3 separate regions of the Mus musculus genome follow, and all the other regions are linked to region 3. Evidence: chromatin contacts called from public HiChIP or PLAC-seq data. All regions are on one chromosome and are shown on one strand. Each heading gives the region's core, a stretch centred on a gene start, on an enhancer-like site or on the middle of the called end of the contact. The rest is flanking DNA. Distances are from core to core; before and after follow the strand shown.

The links. HiChIP or PLAC-seq counts read pairs in DNA pulled down with a chosen protein or histone mark.
Region 1: a FOXA1 HiChIP or PLAC-seq map of pancreatic cancer cells shows a contact between it and region 3. The contact joins two enhancer-like sites. A contact is called at or near these places in 2 of 115 datasets of contacts at active chromatin or transcription factors (extraembryonic endoderm stem cells and pancreatic cancer cells).
Region 2: a contact with region 3 is called in a FOXA1 HiChIP or PLAC-seq map of pancreatic cancer cells. The contact joins two enhancer-like sites. A contact is called at or near these places in 2 of 115 datasets of contacts at active chromatin or transcription factors (extraembryonic endoderm stem cells and pancreatic cancer cells).

Annotation. Positions count from the first base shown.
Region 1 is chr3:102,750,384-102,754,743 of GRCm38.p6, reverse strand. The region is part of intron 2 of Tspan2 (tetraspanin 2); the gene reads right to left. Among named protein-coding and RNA genes, the nearest start is that of Tspan2os, 17 kb to the right of the region's middle. Within about 2 kb of position 2,088, at least 23 of the 459 cell types and tissues checked have an H3K27ac peak or open chromatin away from gene starts, as enhancers often do. A contact at or near this core is called in pancreatic cancer cells, where this site is marked.
Region 2 is chr3:102,665,438-102,670,202 of GRCm38.p6, reverse strand. No RefSeq gene overlaps it. Among named protein-coding and RNA genes, the nearest start is that of Gm40112, 26 kb to the left of the region's middle. Within about 2 kb of position 1,477, at least 55 of the 459 cell types and tissues checked have an H3K27ac peak or open chromatin away from gene starts, as enhancers often do. A contact at or near this core is called in pancreatic cancer cells, where this site is marked.
Region 3 is chr3:102,106,429-102,111,298 of GRCm38.p6, reverse strand. Casq2 (calsequestrin 2) reads right to left here. Exons shown (of 11, transcript NM_009814.4): 2 at 975-1,059. Among named protein-coding and RNA genes, the nearest start is that of Casq2, 22 kb to the right of the region's middle. Within about 2 kb of position 2,873, at least 11 of the 459 cell types and tissues checked have an H3K27ac peak or open chromatin away from gene starts, as enhancers often do. A contact at or near this core is called in pancreatic cancer cells, where this site is marked.

The DNA of each region.
Region 1 (4,360 bases), core at 839-3,338, 640 kb before region 3:
ACAACCTAAGCATCTCAGCAGCTCCTGCTCCTGAGGCCTCTCCGTAGCAAGCCTCTGTTTGCATGAAAGGATGCGCCCGTCCTCTGGGTTCAAAATGAGACTCTCTGTGGAGCTGGAGAGAATCACAGGAAACTTCGACATGTAACGAATTCCCTGGGCTTGCCAAATCTGGCTGTCTGAATCTGTACAGTGTAAGCCCCAAGGCTTCCAAGGATACCTTATTTAAAGTCTGGTTTTAAAAAGAGCTGCTGATGGATCAATTAGCTTATAACTACATTTTAATTCCAAAATGGCTTCCATAGAGTCCTCTCTCCCAAAGAGCACACAAGACAAACATGTGACCTACTTAATAAGTCTCTTATGTTTTCTAAGTCCCTATTTTTCTTGATTTGAAAACGGAGAGTCCTTTGAAATTGGGTTTTATTGTTAATGACTGGGCTTGGTGAAGCCAGTGAGATGCTACCAGCAGCAGCTTACCCAGGGATGCCTACTTCCCTAATGAGTCCATCTCTCCTCCTCCTCAGAGTTCAGACCCTTCTAGAGGCATTGCTTCAGCTAACAAATGATCAGGAGGGCCTGTTCAAGGCTCATCAGCACAAACTCTTCTAAAATCCTTCTTGGGAGTGGATATATTGGCATGTTCGCCACTGCCAGTGATCTTGACAGCAGATGGTCTTATGTAACCTGCTAATGATTGGTTTTTCATCTAATTTTTTTTTGATATGTGTGTGTGTGTGTGTGTGTGTGTGTGTGCAGAAGTTTTCCTTCCAGTTTCCCTTGGACGCACATAATTACAGCCATCATCACTCAGTCTCCATGGGGTTTAGTCCCAGGACCCCTCACATACTAACCAGTGGATGCATGGAGCCACTCATGAAATGCATCATATTTACACATAATTCACCCACAACCCCCTACATCCTCTAAATCATCTCTGGATTACTTACCATATCTAGCACAACACAAATGTTCTAGAGTTGTTGGGCTTACTATTTAGGGATTAATGGCATGAAAAGGTCTGTCCATGTTCAGAAGAGATGCATTAAAAAAAAAAAAAACTTTGACCTGGGGTTTCTTGGATTTGTAGATGCTGAACCAATGGATGTGAACCAATTCTATGGGTTGGCTGTATCTATGTGTTTAGGAGAATCTATATGAGTCTGAGCTCATGGGAAAGGGTTAGATGCTTTCTAAATAACAGCCGCAGGAGCTACCAGATAGCAGTTAGTATTCCAGGTGCGTTACGTGTCTCATTCCATCCATGTCACTGGTGGGAAGTACCACTTCCTGATGGCCTAGCCCTCTCCAGGTGATGCCTGTACTCTGCACTTGACACGGGTCAAGAACCCACTTGATGGAAGGTCCGTGTGATAGCTGGTCTAAGCCCATCCCAACTGCTCCTCTCGCATGCTGTCTTCCCTCATGAGATGGCTTTTCCTCAGCATCCCCTCGGTCCGTGAGTACTGAGAGTTAGTATTTGTTCATAACTCACCTCTAGCTGAGTTGGCCCTGCACTTATGCACGTTCACAGTCCACATCTAAAGAACCAGAGGCGCAGCTAATGAAAGCTGCAAAGCTATAACAGGTAAACTGGAATCCAGCCAAAGTGTGAACTGGAATCCAGCCAAAGTGTGAACCCCAAACTCCCAGGCTACATTTCCAGTAGAGACACAGAACAGTGAGTTTCTTACCTAGAAATCTGCCATGTATAAATGGTAGAAGAGTTCCTGAGATTTCTAAAATTGCTGCTTCCTGGGTGTTTCCCATAAAAGAACAGGCTAGGGTCCAGAGCTCTGGGCTGCTGAGACTGGGTATGGTTAAGTCCCCTCTCTCCTTCAGGGTTGTGATCTGCAATTCTGGCATAATTACCTATTCTGATTCTTGTAGAATGGCTTTGGAGAAACTGTCCAGACATGGTAGTCTCTGTTATCCAGCTAGCATGGTATCAGATATGAAGTTAAAAAAATATTACCAGAGTGAGTCAGAGTGTTTATAAAGGCAAGCCAGCCCCTGAATGGTTAGCAACGGAACACTTTCCTTCCACACAACCTCAGCCACAATCAAAGTCAGACTCCGGGACTCTGAATCGAAGAGGGAAAGGCAGATGTAGCCAGGCTGGGACTGCAGAGCCAAGTGGCTCCTGTTTGTGTGGGCACCCCCAGTGGAGAAACCTGCTCACATCCTCGGCTCACAGACATGAGCTCATGTGCTCCAGCTTCCTGAGGCAGAGAGGACCATTCCCCACTCTATGATCCTGGAAGACCCCGAGGCATTCACCCTTCCAAAACATGGGGAGGGGCCAGGACAGGTAATCAGAGGGGCAGGTTGTTGGAATTAGGAAGGAGCAGGGGCTTGAGTTCCCTGAGAGAAACTGGAACGGAGAAGGTCTAGGAAACTCCAAGTAACCCAGGTTTTCTCCCTGCCAGCCCCGCTCTTGCCAGCCTCTTCCTTCCTCACCTAGGCAACCAAGGGACACAGAGACCCTGGGTCAGCTGCTAGGCCTTGGCCTTGACCCAGAGGGACACAAATGGAGGCAGCAGGCAGCAGTTGGTCTGACTACCTCCTTCCATGTCCTCATTTCCCCGCATTCGTGTCTCCCTGCTTTGGCTAATGCCTACCACTCTGTCTGCCTTGGACACTTGGTACAGAGCATTGAGACAGAGAGAAACTCCATTATCATGGAGGGAAAAGAAGAATTCGAAAAGGGAGAGCATCTTTGCAAACATGGGTCAATCCCCAAAAGCCTGCCTGCTGCCTCCCCAGAGCTATGCTCTGTGTCTTTCTGGAGGCTTCCTCGCTCTAGGCTGAGTGGATGGCTCCCCCTCTCTTCTTCCCTTGCCTGCGATCCTCCTTGATTCCCAAGAAGCTGGGGCCACGGGCAGGTACCATTGCACTTGGCTGTGGCTTGGTGTCTTGAAGAACCACTTGAGCATGCTAAGCCTGTTTAGGACATCTTTAACCGAAGGGCAATGGGTATGAGCTGATGACTCAGAAACACATTCTAAAGAAAAATACACAGAACATTTAGGCTTAGTGGCCCACACCTGAGAGCCTAGTGCTTCAGAAGTGGAGGCAGGAGGATCAAGGGTTTAGCTATTAAGTTCCATTCCAGCCTGGTCTACATGAGACTGTTTCCCTCTTCAGGTCAGATCAGTGAGCTAAGGAGCCTCCCACCCAGTGGGAGGGAGGGTGGTCCTACAGGGCTGGAGAGGCAAGAGATCCAGGAGTAGCTCCATCTGTGTTGCTGGTTTGAGGTGTAAGTAAAGTTTCACAGGTACAGTTTTGGATTTAACCTAAAAATACCTTGTGATCTCTTAAGTCAGAAATGTTGAACAAACTTAGTCAAGCTAAAGTGTTCTGTTGGTATTTGACCACTGTGCCGAAAGCCAGGGCTGGGTGTTTACCAATCGCAGAGCTCCCTGTGGTGAGCAGGAGGGTCAGCTGCTCTACTCTAACATTCCGGCTTTGCTCTCTAAGCTAAGCCAAGTGGATGGACAGGGCCTGAGACACAGAGACGCCTTTTCATGTTATGTTTGTGACATGTTTGTCAGGAATCTTTCTATGGTGACCATCCATAGAAACCCACTCCACCGGACTTGAATCTAATGGAAATTTAGTGAGACACATGACTGAAAATCCAGGCTAGTACTCATCGAAGAGACTACAGTGATGCTGTCAGAATCCAGTCCGTGGCCATCTTCGCTCATCTTTCTTTCTGTCTCCTCCCTGCTATGATTAAATGGCTGCCAGAAGCTGTAGGCTTCTAACTCCAGTAAAACATGCTTCTTTCATTTCTACCGACCCCCTTACACTTCCCAGCCTAATGCTAGTGCCAGGCATCAAACTGCTTGTGTAGCCCGCAGCTTGTTGGCCTAAACACCCTTAAGCTAAGCAGACTGAGAATGGATGAGTTACCTAGCAGAGCAAAACCAGTAAAAGAGTCCACAAGTAGAGCCTGAATCCTTCTTCTCGGTGCTGTGGCATGAGTGTGGGTGTACCCGGCCTTGGTTCCTCAGCAACATCTCCCCTTGCTGTTAGCCCATGGCCAGTGATTGTAAACACAACATGGACACAGTCAGTGCTCAGAAGTTGGAGGACAGGGTTTTTGTAGGAACAAAGCACCAGGCACAAGGAAACTAAGGGCCAAGAATTAGAGCTATAGCCTTTGCTGTCTCTTCTCTTAGGCATAAATATACAATGCAAGTCTGGTCAATAGGCTGCAACAGGAGACTTCCGGAAGAGGACTGGTGAAGTGGAATTTCTGTTTCCTCCTTTGGATTGTACTGATGAAGACAGTGCTAGAACCACCATAGGAGAGCAGGGCAGGGTTAATAGAGGGACCGAAGCCCCTGAGAACAGC
Region 2 (4,765 bases), core at 228-2,727, 560 kb before region 3:
TCCTTTATTTGAAGAGTGAAATAACTGAAAACTAACCCGCTTGGTCTTCAGAGCTGGCTTCGTGTTCTCTGTTTGCAGGAACTTGCAATGTTGGTGCTGCAGGGACATGAGGGAATCTGGTTTAGCCCCTTGCTTGGCATATGGAGTGAGGGAAGTTAGTTTAAGGTCACATAGCTTGTCAGGATGGAGCTGGAAGCAAGACCCAGCTCCCTGAAGATTGGTCCAAGTTTCTTCCCTCTATGCTAATTAGCCATGTGGTAAAGTGCTTGATGGAAAAATTTTAAAGAATAAATGTAGAAGTGTATTTACTTTTTTACATCTGCTTGCCTGCCTGTCTGCCTGCATGTCTGTCTGTCTGTCTATGTACATACGTGTGTATGTATGTATGTATGCATTATCTATCTATCTATCTATCTATCTATCTATCTATCTATCTGTGATTGTTTGTGGGGTCATTTGGTTCTCTCCTTCCACCACGTGGGTTCTGGGGATTAAACTCAGGTCATTAGATTTAGTGGTGTATTATTTTGCTGAAGCCCCAAGACAGAAGATAACTTGGGGAGGGAAGGATTTAGCTCATGTACAGTTCCACAGTACATACAGTACAACACTGAGAGAACTTGGGGCAGAAACACAGACAAGGCTGGAACCTAGATGCTGGTACTTAAACAGAGACCATGGAGGAGTGCTGCTTACCGGCTGGCTCAGCCTGCCTTCTTATAGACCTCAGGACCATCTGCCCAGGGGTGACACTGCTCACAGTGGCCCAAGCCTTTGTCTTAGTTTGAGTATCCATTGCTGCAAGGACGCATCATAACCATGGCAACTCTTATAAAGAAAAACATTTAATTGGGGCTGGCTTATAGTTTCAGAGGTTTAGTCCATTATCATCATGGTGGGAAGCATGGCAGCATGCAGGCAGACATGGTGCTGGAGACAGAGCTGACAGTTCTATATCTTGATCCAAAGGCTGCCAGGAGGAGAGACTATGTCACACTCAGTGTAGCTTGGGCATATATGAGTTTTCAAAGCCTGCCTCCATGGTGACACATTCCTCTAAGAAGGCCACACCTCCTGATTCCCTATAGGCCAAGCATTCAAGCATGTGAGCCTATGGGGATCACACTGATTCAAAGCCCCACAGCCCTCCTACATCAAATACAAAAAGAAAACGCAATGATTGGCCAATCTGGTGAGGGAGTTTACTCAACTTATGTTCCCTCTTCCCAAATGACTTTAGCTTGTGTCAAGTTAACATAAACTAGCCAGCACTTTAATGGGTTCTGTTTGCCACTGTTTGCCACAGGAAAACAGCATGCCAGTGTTTTCCTGAAATCTGCAGTCATCTGGAGACAGTCTTGGAGGAGGCTTGGGCTTTTGGCTCTAAGTACTCAAATGAGTTGCTGTTGTTGAAGCTACTGATGAATCATGCTCAGCTGGAGTTTGAAGACTGGTCAAGTCAATGAACTTACCCGCTACCACTGTGCTCTCGCCAAGCCAACAGGAACCTCTGACCTCTGGCTCATCCGTAGCCCTCAGCCTCCTCTACCTCTGCCATTGAAAAGTGCCTCTGGCTTCCTTATGGTTGAGTCTGCCTCACCCCACCCAGGACACACTTGCTTCCCTCTGGAGTTTCTCACCAAGCATAGTAGAACCCTTGTTCTGGTGAGATAGACTCCTCTTGGTTCTCCAAGCCTCTCTTCTTTCTCACCAAGCCAGAAGCTCACATGTCCCCTGAAGATTTTCTGGCAGCTTCGACACAGTCTCCTTCTCCTTTGGAGGGTCTAAGGCAGTGGCAGAGTAGACTCCTCCCCCGGCCTCCAGACAGCACTCCTGAGCCATCCTCAGGTCCTCTGACTCTGGGGACCTTTATTATCGTTTCATATATACTTCTGACTCACCAAAGCTTCCTTAAAAGGTTTACTGATTCTGAGCCTTTCCTCCCTCTTCTAACCCTGACCAGCAGTTCCATTTCCCCAGACTTTGAAAATGGCTTGTGTTTGTCTCTCAGTGAACACCAATGCTTTTCCTTCTTTCTTAAAGGCAAACCCAAATCTAAAACATCTGTTTTTTTTCTCTCAGTTCAGAGAAAGAAGTCCAAGTGTCAAGGCCAACCTCTGGGTAGTAGTTGGGTCTGACTCCTTCCAGCCTCAGAATGTGGAGGCCAGCTCTCTGAATCACACATTTTGTGTTCCCTTTTCGCTGCCTGCAGCCTTTGTTCCCGCAAGAGTCTCAGCAACAGTTAGGCTACCTCAGAGCCCCTAGTCTCCCCCCAAAGAATGCTTTCCTCCTAGTGCTGACTCAATCGTGACTAATGTGATCTGTGGATCTGGTGTCTGGGCTCTGTACAATCTAGGAAAACAAAAGTCTTGAGTCTAGATAGAACCTTCCTCATCATAAGGAACTGTCCTGTGTCAGCTAGGTGTTGACGCATAACGTGGGCTCGGGTTGCTAAAGCCCAGATTGTGCTGTAGCCTAGCCCAGTCCTCTGCTACAGAGTCTCATAGCCATCATTACAGGACTGATAGGAGTTTCTGCATTATATAGACTCAGTCTGGGTTCCGTCTGCTTTCAGCTACATGACTTTTGGCAGGATAGGGGTCCTTGTAGGTTGTTGGTCTGAAAGCCTTAGTGCTTTGCTGATGGCTTTCTGGGGGACCTAGAGTTCTTTGTCTGGTGGGCCTTTTCACTGAGGATGAAGGGGGAACGAGGGAAAAGAGGAGAGAGAGAGAGAGGGAGAGAGAGACAGAGAGACACAGAGAGAGAGACAGAGAGACACAGAGAGACAGAGACAAAGGCACACAAAGAAAGACAAAAACAGAGAGACAGACAGAGACTATTATTAGAAGATCCAACTCAAAGCCAAGGGTATCCCATCTCCAAAGTCTTTTCCTCAAGTGTTGCACAAGTTTTACAACACATTTCTCTTCTTATATTTGGATGCGTCAGAGGAAAAAGGATGCGCAATTTCTGCCTTCTGACCACGCACATTCCCCAGCTCACAGGACTCCACAGAATCCTATCTTGAAGTTTCCAAGTTTCCAAGTTGCCCCTCTCCCTGGGCCTCCCCAGTGTGACCGCCTTTTCTTTTTACCACCCTCTCTCTCTCTTCAGCCTTTGGCCTACGCAGCCTCCCTGAGTGCTCAGGTGTGTGTGCTTGGTTCTGTCTACTTCTCTGCTGATTTATGTCCTCACTCCCGACCAGTTCTCCCGCTGCACTGTACACATTAGTTTTGTATTTGGATAGAGCCCACTGTGTGAGAAACGCTAGGAAGGCCAGGAGATCAGTGTAGTGTGTTATTTGGAGACAGAGAATGACCAGTGCACGCCTTCATCTGAAAAGATAATGGGGGGAAAATTAAACAAATTTGTGATGATCATTGACTTAGTTTTTTGAAGCAGGGTCTTGTATTGCTTACGCCGCCCTCTAACTCACTATGTAGCCAAGAATGACCTTGAACATTTAATCCTCTTGCTTCCCCCTCCTGAGTGCTGGGCTTACAGGCATTCACCACCACTCCCTGTTGTATGAGGAGATGGCTTTGTGTGTGCTTGGCAAGCCTCTTACCAACCGAGCTATGTCCCTAGCTCAAAAACTGCTTTAAAAATTCTCCTCATTCTCACCCATCTCAGCCTAGAGGGGCCTAGGGAAAGGTGAGCCAGCCAGACCTGAGCCATCTCAGCCTAGGGAAAGGCGAGCCAGCCATATCTGAGCCATCTCAGCCTAGAGGGGGCCTAGGGAAAGGCGAGCCAGCCAGACCTGAGCCATCTCAGCCTAGGGAAAGGCAAGCCAGCCAGATCCCAGTGCCCTGCTAGCCCTGCACTTGCCCACTGCTAAGTGCCCCCCTCCCTGGCACTGGCCCAGCACAGTCCTCCTCTTCATCTCTGTGGCACGCCTTTGGAATTTCTAACACCAGGTTGGTGCTATAACCTTGAAAATGCCTTAGAACGAAGCCCAGAGCCCTGTAAAGTCTACAAGTCATTTCTGGATGAATGAGTAGATGCTTAAAAAATGTGCAAATTCTTGGATCTTGGGATTCTTAAGGACATAAATAACCTGGACACAGCCGAGGGTAACGGGGACATTTTGCTGGCCTTGTCTTCAGTTCACTCAGTTCGGCTAAACCTCTCAAGTGCTCTGGTCGCCCTTTCCTCTTCAAATTACATGTTCCTGCTTGGCTTTTATCTCCACCACTCCCTCGTCTTTCTTCTCTCCTTCCCTGTTGTTTCTCGCTGCCATGCACTTTCCTGTTCTGAACAATGGCTGCCCTTCCTATCATGTGGCACCCGTGGTCCAGCGGAAGCCCCTTGAGTGTTAGCGATGAGCTGAGTCTGAAGGAGGAGGAAAGCAGAGAGCGTGGCTCTGAAAGTGTGCCACCCAGGTAACCACAGTGACCAGTGGCCGGCCGGACAGGAAGGCTCTGCACCACTTCCCATGGAATTCGCCAAAATTGATGTGTTTTCAGTAGCATCAAACGGTTCGATTCAATCCCCAAATTTCATCACTTTGGAATAGTTGTTTTGATTCTTATTTAGCTGTAGATTTAGTGTTTCCCGTAGGATATGGCTGTCAAATTAAAGGGGACTCTATCCTCTAAGCACCAGTCACAGAGCCCATCCCCACATAATGCCAAACTCTTGCATATTTAGAAACATTGGGGTGACTGGGCACAAGTCTTTCTTCCCCTTTCTCATTCATATGTAGAGATATGACTTTTTACTTATAGACTTGGGTTTTCTTGAGTGTCTTCTTTCTGTTTCTTTC
Region 3 (4,870 bases), core at 1,624-4,123:
AGAGTGCACCTGTACGTACCCAAAGATATCCACCGAGCCACCACTAAGCTTTCTTTTTTCTTTTTCTGTGTTTACTACTCCAAACTCAATTAACCTTTCTTCAAAGGTACTGTTTCAAAACCTCCTGCTATTTTTAATAGCCATTCTCCACTGGTCATGCGGAAAAACCTAAATGGACACCATTGGGGGGTGGCATTTGGAAAGCAGAGGGGTTCCCTGTGCCCTTTCTCCTTGGGATTATGGAGTAGAAATCGGAAAGGGCACCTGGTTGTGACATATTGACACGAGAGATTATGCTCCCAGCATATTGTCTCTCCACCACCCCTCACCGAAATCCATCCAGACTGAAGTTTCCCAACTGGGGGCCAGCCTGAACTCTGGGACCTCTGCAGACCCTGCTGTAAACGCAGCATGCACTGGCTGCTACAATGTTCCCAGAGAGGCCCATTGAAGTCATTGAGGCACGAAGATGGACAGACTGGGCTTCTAGCTGCTGTGAGAGCTGTCAATAGGGCTCAAGTGCCCACATTAGTTTCTCCTAGAAGTTCTCTCTGCCTGAGACTACTGCAAAGATAAACTATTCCCGCCAAACCATTAGGTTGAGGTCTAGGTTTTCTTATAATGAACTCTACTCTGACCCAGAATGGTGTATATACTATCTTTTTTTTTTTTTTTTTTTTAAAGATTTATTTATTTATTATATGTAAGTACACTGTAGCTGTCTTCAGACATTCCAGAAGAGGGAGTCAGATCTTGTTACGGATGGCTGTGAGCCACCATGTGGTTGCTGGGATTTGAACTCCTGACCTTCGGAAGAGCAGTCGGGTGCTCTTACCCACTGAGCCATCTCACCAGCCCTACTATCTTTTAATATGTGTTTAAAAATAATCCAGTTGCCATGCAAGATAAGTACAACTTCATTTTTTATGAGATATATTTGTTTCTTCCTAGCAGATTTTAAATTTCAAACTTACCCAGCCTCTTAGCAAGCTTGGCCTCTTTCCTCGAATCCACCATCACAAAGCCTATGTTTTTATGTTCCAGGACCTGGGCCACAAGCTGAAAAGACAAATAGGTAGGGGAAATGAGTTAAGGGACGAGAGATGGCAGACATCATCACAAGTGTCAGTACCAGTTATACTCCCTGCCACTCTGACCACAGATGAGCCAGGAGAGTGATGAGAATCTGAGAGGCTAAGAAGAGAGCCCTGGAAAAACGCATCCATGGGGACCAGCCCTTTCTGCCTTTGAGAAGATAAAATTGGGGCACAGAGAATCTGAAAGGAACCAAGGGTGCTCAGACACCCAGCAGGGACCCGGCGTGGAGCTCTGAGATCTTTTGTAGTTGACAAATGAAGAACACCCCTTTAAGGAAAAGAGTCCTGAAGGCTTCCTGCCCCTGCACTGTCGTGATGCAGGTGCCCGTTGGTATCCAGCCCATAGTGAAGAAGAACTGCAAGGAGTGTCTGAGGAAGAAGGTACCACTGACCCTAATGTCCAGGAGGATGCAGCAAAGCCTTGGATGGAGAGTTAGCTAAAAAGCACTCTTAGCAGACAGCAATACAGGAGATGGCGCTGCATCCAGCCAAGCTTCCTGAAACTCAGCTATGAACAAATAAGGACTCTAAATTAATAGAGTGTCATCTCTCTGTCATCTCGCCATCTCAAAAGGGGTCTGGACAGAAATGGGGAGATCATAAAAAATGAGCTGTCGGGGGATTGAACCTGCAACCTTACAAATGCTGGTCCATTTCTAACTGAAACATTGTGCTACACTTCGAACCCTAATACTACTTTTCAAAGTGTCTGGGTTCATATGCAGTTGTAAGAACTACAAAAGTGAGATCCCTTAAACACACACATTTCTGGTTTTCTACAGAAGCAAGATCTTGTGAAACTGAGGTACAATGTCACAAACCAGACAGTAGCAACAACAGTTAAAGTACAGAGCACTGTCCATCACCACAAGGGGCCCGCTGTTGTCCTTCATAGTCACAGCCATTCTGCGCTGTCCCATCCCCTCCCCTGCCTTGGATCCTGAAACCAGGAATTCCGCCATCTGCTGTCAATCATATGATGTCTAGACACTGAATCAAGTATCGGGTACCTTTTTGAGATAACTTTTTTTTTAATTAGCTATTTTCTTCATTTACATTTCAAATGCTAGCCCAAAAGTCCCCTATACCCTGCCCCCACCCTGCTCCCCAACCCACTCACTCCCGCTTCCTGGCCCTGGCATTCCCCTGTACTTGGGCATATGATCTTCTCAAGACCAAGGGCCTCTCCTCCCACTGATGGCCGACTAGGCCATCCTCTGCTACATATGCAACTAGAGACAAAGTTCTGGAAGGTACTGGTTAGTTCATTTGTTGATCCTCCTATAGGGTTGCCGACCCCTTTAGCTCCTTGGGTACTTTCTCTAGCTCCTTCTTTAGGGGCCCTGTGTTCCATCCAATAGATGACTGTGAGCATCCACTTCTGCATTTGCCAGGCACTGGTGTAGCCTCACAAGAGTTGAGATAACTCTTTACACTTGGCATAATGATCTATCTGGAGCATCTGATGTTTTGCTGCCTGTATCGTATCACCAGGTATGTCCCTTTTCACTGCTAAGTCAACGTTCATGGTGTGGACATACCACAGTTTGCTTAACCATTCTCCTACCAAATGGTATCTGAGTTGTTTCCAGCCGTTGGCTCTGATGAACAGAGTTGCTCTGTGGGATTTTGAGTTAAACGTTAGTCCTAATCACAGGAATAAATGACTAGGAGAGTAAATTGTGACTCACATGGGAGTTTCAGGCTTAGTTCTCACTGAAACCACCAAACTGTTCTCTGGCCCCTTGGAACTGTTGCACATCCTCATGAATAATGTATGAGTTCCCTGACAACCTTGGCAGCCATGAGTGTTATCATCAGTTACATTTTAGTCATTTCTCCTAGGGATGCAGCAATGTTTCCTTGTGGTTTGAATGTGTGCTTTGTGACCATTTACTTCAACATGTGCTGCGTTTATGTATGGCTGCTTCTGTGAAATGTCTCCCCGTGCTGTTGTTTCCCTGTTTTTTTTATAGAGTACATTAACTTTTCATTTCTCTCTCTCTCTCTCTCTCTCTCTCTCTCTCTCTCTCTCTCTCTCTCACACACACACACACACACACACACACACACACACACTAGGGCCAGAGAGCAGTTGAAGCAGTTGTGCACATATGAAAACATACATGCCAACACATAAATGGGGAATTTAATTTCCATGCAGTCTAATTTAGCAGTTTTTCATTTATAAATGGGATTTTGTTGTTGTTGCTTTTTTTTTCTTGGACAGGGTCTCACTATGTATGTAGCTTTGGCTGAACTCAGTATGTGGATCAGGCTGTCCTTGAACTCATGGAGGTCTATCTGACTCTGCCTCCGGTTTGCTGGGATTAAAGGTATGTGTCACTGTGCCTGGCTATAAACGGGATTTTTAATGTTAAGGCCAAGTGCTAAATTCTGAACGGTACCATCTTTTCTCTAAAAGTCTTACAGCTTTACTCTTCGTTCTATGGGACACGGGTTATTTGGATGAAGTCCTGAAGAAGCCATGCAACAGTTTGGGGGCTTTTTCTGCTTTGTGCTAGTTGACCCCAGCACCATTTGTAGATAGCCTTCCTTCCTCTGCACCTAGCCCATGCCTTTATCAAGACTCAGTTGACACATCTGTGTGTGGGGAGTGGGGTGCAGGGGGTCTAACTCTGCTGTCTCCATTCTGTCTGTCCTTCTGTCTGCACCACACAGCCCAGGCTGTAGCCTCTATGAGGTGAGTCCTGAAAACACATAGGAGTTGGGTTTCCAATCAATTTTCTTTTTTTGTGTGGGTTGCTTTAACTAGTAATTTTTCTCTTACACAGCAGCTTCAGAATAATCTTATTTATACACAAGAAGGAATCCCCTAGGATCTGGACAATTATGGTATTATATCACATTGTGTTGTGTTTTATTGTATGTATGTAATTATATGCATGTATGCATATATATAAGTATATATATATATACACAAAGTAAGATGTAACTGTGTTAACTCCTGTTTAGGGTTTTTATTCCTGCACAAACACCATGATCAAGAAGCAGTTGGGGAGGAAAGGGTTTATTCGGCTTACACTTCCATGCTGCTGTTCATCACCAAAGGAAGTCAGGACTGGAACTCAAGCAGGTCAGGAAGCAGGAGCTGATGCAGAGGCCATGGAGGGATGTTCTTTACTGGCTTGCCTCCTCTGGCTTGCTCAGCCTGCTCTCTTATAAAACCAAGACTACCAGCCCAGAGATGGTCCCACCCACAAGGGGCCTTTCCCCCTTGATCACTAATTGAGAAAATGCCTTACAGTTGGATCTCATAGAGGCATTTCTTCAACTGAAGCTCCTTTCTCTGTGATAACTCCAGCTGTGTCAAGTTGACACAAAACTAGCCAGTACAATTGACCCCTTGTCAACTTGACACACAAACACATCACTAGTAAGCCTGAACCCTTAATTTCTTATTCATCCCCAAGATCTAAACAACTTTAAAAGTCCCACAGTCTTTACATATTAAAAGTCAATCCCTTTAAAATGTCCAATATCTTCTAAAATCCAAAGTCTTTTTACAATTAAAAATCTCCACTAAAATAGTTTCTTCCTTCAAGAGGGAAAATATCAGAGCACAGTCACAATCAAAAGCAAAAGTCAATCTCTAACCATCCAATGTCTGGGATCCAACTCACAATCTTCTGGGCTCCTCCAAGGGCTTGGGTCACTTCTCCAGCCATGCCCTTTGTAGTACACACATCGTCCTCTATGCTCCAGATGCCTGGACTCCACTGTGCTGCTGCTCTCGGTAGTCATCTCATGGT